2 separate regions of the Sus scrofa genome follow, and region 1 is linked to region 2. A link is a contact called in public HiChIP or PLAC-seq data. All regions are on one chromosome and are shown on one strand. The core of a region is the stretch at or near the end of the contact, and the rest is flanking DNA. Distances in the headings are between cores, read along the strand shown. Region 1 has its middle 19 kb from the start of DUSP4. Region 2 has its middle 180 kb from the start of DUSP4.

Region 1 (2,936 bases), core at 92-2,591, 160 kb after region 2:
GGGAAAGCAAGGTTCTGAGGTCCCCATGAGCCTGACTGTTTCCATGTCAGGCTCTCCCTGTGCAGGATCAGGTCTAGGAACAAGCTGCAGATTACCTTCCTATAACCAAGGGTTCTAAGGTTGCCAGCAATAGAAAATGACTCTGGATAATGTAGGCAAGAAAGTGAAAGTTTTGGGAGATACAGGGTCGTTCCCAGAATAGGAGAGAGAATTGAATAACCAAGCAGGAAAAGGACAGGAATCAGGGCCATCTGGGATGTGAGTAGCAGAATCACACTGACAGGCCCAGGGGGACAGATCTAAGGAGCTGGTCTCCTATCTGGTCAAGATAAAGAGAGTCTGAGAGGCCACCTGGTGTGTCCATCACAGGCAGGCAGCTTGACTGACAGTCCCACCACGATTGAGGGGAAGCTTAGTTCCCCCAAAGAAAGAGGAAATACTGGGCAGGTGAGATGTCCAGCCGGTTCCACAGTCCTCATGTGCCGCAGGGCAGTTTCCAGGTAAAAGGATGTGGCAGAGCATCATTGCACACGGTACATCTTGGCTTCCCCCAAGTCCCCTGCCCTGCAGTCTCCTAGCTTGGACCTCAAATTGTAAGCAGAGGAAGCGGATAACGTGGATTCCATAATATACCTTTCCCCAAAGCCACCAGCCAAGTTATGCTCATGTACATGAGTTTCCCAGGACACCCCCAGTTTGGATTAACCTAAACTGAAGGTGAGGGAAATTTTCCCTGAGCAATTACTGGGATGTCACCGCTGTCTCTACCTGGTCAGGCCGTTGGGGAGGTTTTCTGTGCCTCCTGGAGGCTGTGATAGGGGCTCATGGGGGTAGAAGAGGCCTAGGGTTCTGAATCTGGGCCCACTCCCAAGGTGATCAGGAGCAGGAGGCAGAGGCGGAGACCACAGGACACAGGATGATGGACTGTCCAGTGGGCCAACATCAGCTTAAGGCTAGAATTCTTAAGAATCTGGTTAACCTCACTCATTCATCTGCTAAAATGGGAACCCCTGGTGTGCAGAGTTTCTAGTCTGTTTTGTTAATTGCTCAGCAGGCACCACCTAGAGCAGCACCTGGCCCATTTGGGGGGCAGGAAGTATTTGTAGCTCGAATGGGTAACACTGTGTCGCCTTCTTTGCAAAACTAGTCTGGGATCCTCTCCCCCAGTGTCCGGGCCTGCCTGTGGAGAAGATCTAGAAAAGTCATCGGAGACGGTGGAGCGACGGGGCCAGAGACGGTGGAGCGACGGGGCCAGGCGGATGGCCGGCTGCTCTGAAGGCTCAGCCGGGATGAGTCAGGAGCTCCGCCTTTGGCGCTGAGCTGAAGAGGCCATGACGCGAGCTGGTGGCCCCTCTGGGCAGTGACTCGCGCCAGAAACACACAAACAGACGCACATGAGCCCTGGGCTGAAGCGAGCCTGCCGGAAGGAGAGCACGAGGGTTATTATGTAAGAGCCGGAGGCGGGGGTCTAAGCCCCGCTGCACGGGGCACCACTCCTGGGCGCTTTTCTTCCGGCAGCTCCAGAGGGCAAGATGAAAAGGACGGAGAAAGCTTCTTTCGCTGAGCTTGGGAGACCAACTCATTTAGCTCAGCACCCGCCTTCCACCACCGGCCCCACCCCGCGCCGCACCGAAAGGAAGCCCCCGCTCCACCTGCCGGCTGTCGGGGGCCCTAAACCTCCTGGGTCTCCTTGGAGACGCCCTTTGCAGGGGCTGATCCCATCCTTCGGTTTGCCAAGCCCGCTATCACTCATCCCCCCTGGTGTTTGGGGTCTGCTTGATGGTTCAAACTCCAGCCCCCTCTCTCTGCTTCCTCCCTGGTTTCTGTGCTCAGGGAAGTGGTCGGCTCTCCAGGACCGGGACAGCTGCGGTCCAAGCTGTCCCCCCAGCAGCCCAGAAAGCTCCCCTTCTGCTTGGCTCCAGGCAGCTCCTCTGGGCCAGCCAAGAAGGCTCACTGCACCCCAAACTCGCTCCTGAGCACATTCCCCCCCAGTGTGCTCTCTTTGGCCCCCTCCAGCTGTACACCAGGGAGCAGTAAGGAGAAGCATCAAGAGCAGACCTCTGGAGCCAGCCACTGGAGTCATCCCCGGCAGGGAGCCGCCAGCAGCTTCCTGAGGGGGGGAGGGTACAGCTTGCACTGTCCTCATCTGTAAATTGGGCAGAGTTACAGTACCCACCACAAAGGCAAAGGCCAGGGCTGTGGTGAGGACTCACTGGGTTAGTAGAGCTCCTGGCAACAGCAACTGCTTGATAAATATTTATGGTTAATTATCACCCCTGTCCTAATCCTGCCTACCCTCCAGGGCCTAACAGGACGTGCCAGAGGGTCTTTTTCTTCATATTCCTGCAGTGTCTGAATCACACAAGATAACGCTTAGTATCAGTAGGTTTTTGTGACTCACTATGGTTAGGGTTACTCATCCAATGTGGTTCTTGCTGCCCCTCACAGGGATGGTGCGTGCCCAGCTCAATGTAGGGCCTCTCGTGTTTGCTGGTTACATTCAACACCCACCCATAGTCTCTGTGAATTCAGACATCATGTATGTATGTGTGTGTGTATGTGGATGGGGGTAGAGCCTGATTTTGATTTCCTATAAACTGATTTTAAAACTCTCCTTTAGGTTTTTCTCCTTTTTTTGGTCTGCACTCACAGCATGCAGAAGTTCCCTGGCAGAGGATCAAACTCGTGCCACAGCACAATGCTGATCCTTAACCCCTGGCCCCACAAGGGAACTCCTAGTTTTTTCATATTTAAGTTCAAACAACCAAGGAATATTTTTCACGAATCTGTGATGTGTTAGGTACCATGGAGACAAAAAGCTTCATCAACCCATCTGCCCAGTTCGAGCCACAAACTTTGAGTCATTTATGCCTCCCTCCCCCCAGTCGAGGGCCATTGCTGCATTCTGTGGCTTTCGCCTTATCTTTCTCCTCCTG
Region 2 (2,834 bases), core at 238-2,737:
CACCCCTCTGGGGGACAATAGTCACAGCAAGGACAGCAATTACAACCTGTCAGATTCCCAATGCTTCCTACGTACTATTTATTTAATTCTCACAGCAAGTCTATGAAGCAGATGCCTGTGCCAAGTCCACTTTAAAGAAAGGAGAGCCAGACGGGCTGGTTGGCAATATCTGAGTCGCTTCCTACTTGAGACCTATCTCTTTTCAGTCTAAAGCAGTGCTTTTCAAGGAGATGCCGAGTTCTGCCCACTCTATCCTCCTCCCCCTGAGTAGGGGAGTTCTCCAAGGCCTTATGGCTGCAGAGGTTCACGTTATTCATGTCGAGGAATAAAGTCTGAGGACCCTAGACTACAATCAATTCACAAAAAATGCATTTAACACCTATTCTATACCCAACACTGAGGTGTAAACACCAAGACAGTTCTTGCCTATGAAAGGAAACCTGGCACCTGTGAAGCAAAGACCAGCCTATTCGTTCAGGGAAGGGAGAGCTGAGTGTGGGATGATCCAAGGCTCTTCCTAGAAGAACTAGAGAGTGAGGTCAGCCAAGGGAAGGAGGCAGAGGGCAGGAGGAGCGGCAGGCCCCGGGCAGGCAGGCAGGAGTGGGTGTGCTGAGGGCGGCCAGGGACCATGATGACCAGAGCAGAGAGGGCAGGGGTGGCAGCAGTGGGAAATGAAGCCAGATACGGAAAGGGACATCTAAGGGAGACCCTAAAAATCAGGTAAAGGGCTTGGGACTTGAAATGGGTTTTGTTGACCCAGATACTTTCACAAGCTTGTGTCTTGCTAATGTAGAGAGAAGTTCAACCTCATTGGTCTTGACTTTCCTCCTCACAGTAATTCAGGGACCCAGCCCCGTGGCATTCCCAATACTGCTATCAACTAAGACTTCTTGTTGTCTCCTTCTAACTGGTTCTCCTCTTTCTCTTCTTCTTCTTCTTCTTCTTTTTTTTTTTTTTTTTTTTTTTTTTTTTTTTTCTTCTTCTTTTTTTTTTTTTTTTTTTTTTTTTTTTTGTCTTTTTAGGGCCGCACCCACGGAATATGGAATTTCCCAGGCTAGGGGTTGTATCAGAGCTGCAGCTGCCGGCCTAAACCACAGCCACAGCCACACCAGATCCAAGCCTCATCTGCGACCTACACCACAGCTCATGGCAATGCCGGATCCTTAAACCACTGATCGAGGCCAGGGATCGAACCCATATTCTCATGGACACTATGTCAGGCTCTTAACCCACTGAGCCACAATGGGAACGCCTAGCTGCTTCTCTTTTTAGAGTGTTGGTCATCTTACTCTTATTCCTCTGCCTAGAATTCAGTGATTTGCAACATTTAAATACGTGGGAGGCTTGTACGTGTGTGCCAGCCAAGTTCCCAGGGGAGAGAAAGTGGGTTTTTGGTGCATGGGTAGCAGACTTTGCCACATGTCCAGTGGCAAAGTCTTGTCCCCATCCAGTATTTCATCATTCAGGCACCACTTGGGGATGCCGGCTGCAAACCCACAGCATGGAGAGCAGATGTGATGCTGTGAAGGCCCAGAGCTGTCTGAGGGCAGTAGAATGCAGAAGAAGGGAGGCTGACAAAAGAGAGATGGAATTGGGAAGAGGCAGGGCTTTTAGGAAATGAGCTCAGTGAGTTTACTAAATCCAGGGGTGATTCAGGGTCTGTGACCTCAGAGACCAGAGAGGGACAGTACATATGACCAAAATGTGGATGGTCAGTGCCAGACTGAGGGAGCCAGTCTGGGGGAAGAAGGTAATGAGGCGAGAAACCAAGTGTCTTGCAAAAGCAGCAAAAGGGGATTCAAGGGAATAGAGGAGCGCTAACTCACCACAACTTTCTTGTGAGGACTGCAACCTTGGCCCCTCAGGATGATGTCCTCCTGTCCTCACATGACAAACTGAGAGGCCTCCAATTCCACTCTGAGCTTCCGCAGATGCTCAAGGGCCGTACCAGAGCCATTGGTGCGACTTCATCCTTCAGACTGGCCCAGCCCATTTTAGACACAGAGAGCACTTACACTCTTTTTGAAAAAGGTTCCAGAAAAACAGATGCTCCTTAGATCATAAAGGCTAATACTACTCCCCTCCCCAGCTGCAGATCCGAGCCTCTTCCCATGAATTCTTTTCAAAGGCAACAGTACCAGAAAGTGGCCATAGGGTAGTGCACACGGAGTCACCCACATAATAGGCCCTCACTCATGCAGATGGATGATCTTCCAGGACTCTAAATGCCCCAGAGTTTACCCCAAGACTATATGTAATAAATGGCCCCCGGAGGCAATAGGTCCCACTGTTCTCTCAGACCTCCTCCCTGTGCAAACCTCCGCCACCCCCTTCACACGCTCCCCTCTCAGAGAGGGTGTCCTTCTCCCCTGGGTTCACTGACTAATGCTTGATTCAGCTGTACTCTTTGCTTGAATGTCATTTTTCTCCTACCAGCACATCCACCCATGCTTCTCTCCCCACCTCCACCTGGGGAGATGACTCACCTGCTGTTACCTTGGCTCCAGCCCCTCCAACCCCCTCATGCCCCTAAAGTCTGGTGGGGCTGGAGTGAGGAGCAGAGGGGAAGCTTTTGTTGTGGGGGGGGGAGACTCATACCCCCTCAGAATGAGGGAGCCACAGCCAAAGCCTTAGTGGAGAAGGAGAGAGTCTGGTGTAGGATGAGTGCCTGGGGAGGGCCTGGGAGAGGAAGGGAGGGGTCCATGTTGTGTGGGGGGGTGACTGGGACAAGCCAAGACAAGGAGGATGTGGCAGCCTGACTGACCCCTGAGGATATGGGACGGGATGAGGGTCCTTCTGTGTACTCCCCCAGCCCCCTTCACAACACCCAGAAC

The links. HiChIP or PLAC-seq counts read pairs in DNA pulled down with a chosen protein or histone mark.
Region 1: an H3K27ac HiChIP or PLAC-seq map of alveolar macrophages shows a contact between it and region 2. The contact joins two enhancer-like sites. A contact is called at or near these places in 2 of 2 datasets of contacts at active chromatin or transcription factors (alveolar macrophages and skeletal muscle).

The regions. Positions count from the first base shown.
Region 1 is chr15:55,470,385-55,473,320 of Sscrofa11.1, forward strand. No RefSeq gene overlaps it. Among named protein-coding and RNA genes, the nearest start is that of DUSP4, 19 kb to the right of the region's middle. Within about 2 kb of position 1,342, at least 55 of the 83 cell types and tissues checked have an H3K27ac peak or open chromatin away from gene starts, as enhancers often do. A contact at or near this core is called in alveolar macrophages, where this site is marked.
Region 2 is chr15:55,312,599-55,315,432 of Sscrofa11.1, forward strand. No RefSeq gene overlaps it. Among named protein-coding and RNA genes, the nearest start is that of DUSP4, 180 kb to the right of the region's middle. Within about 2 kb of position 1,488, at least 5 of the 83 cell types and tissues checked have an H3K27ac peak or open chromatin away from gene starts, as enhancers often do. A contact at or near this core is called in alveolar macrophages, where this site is marked.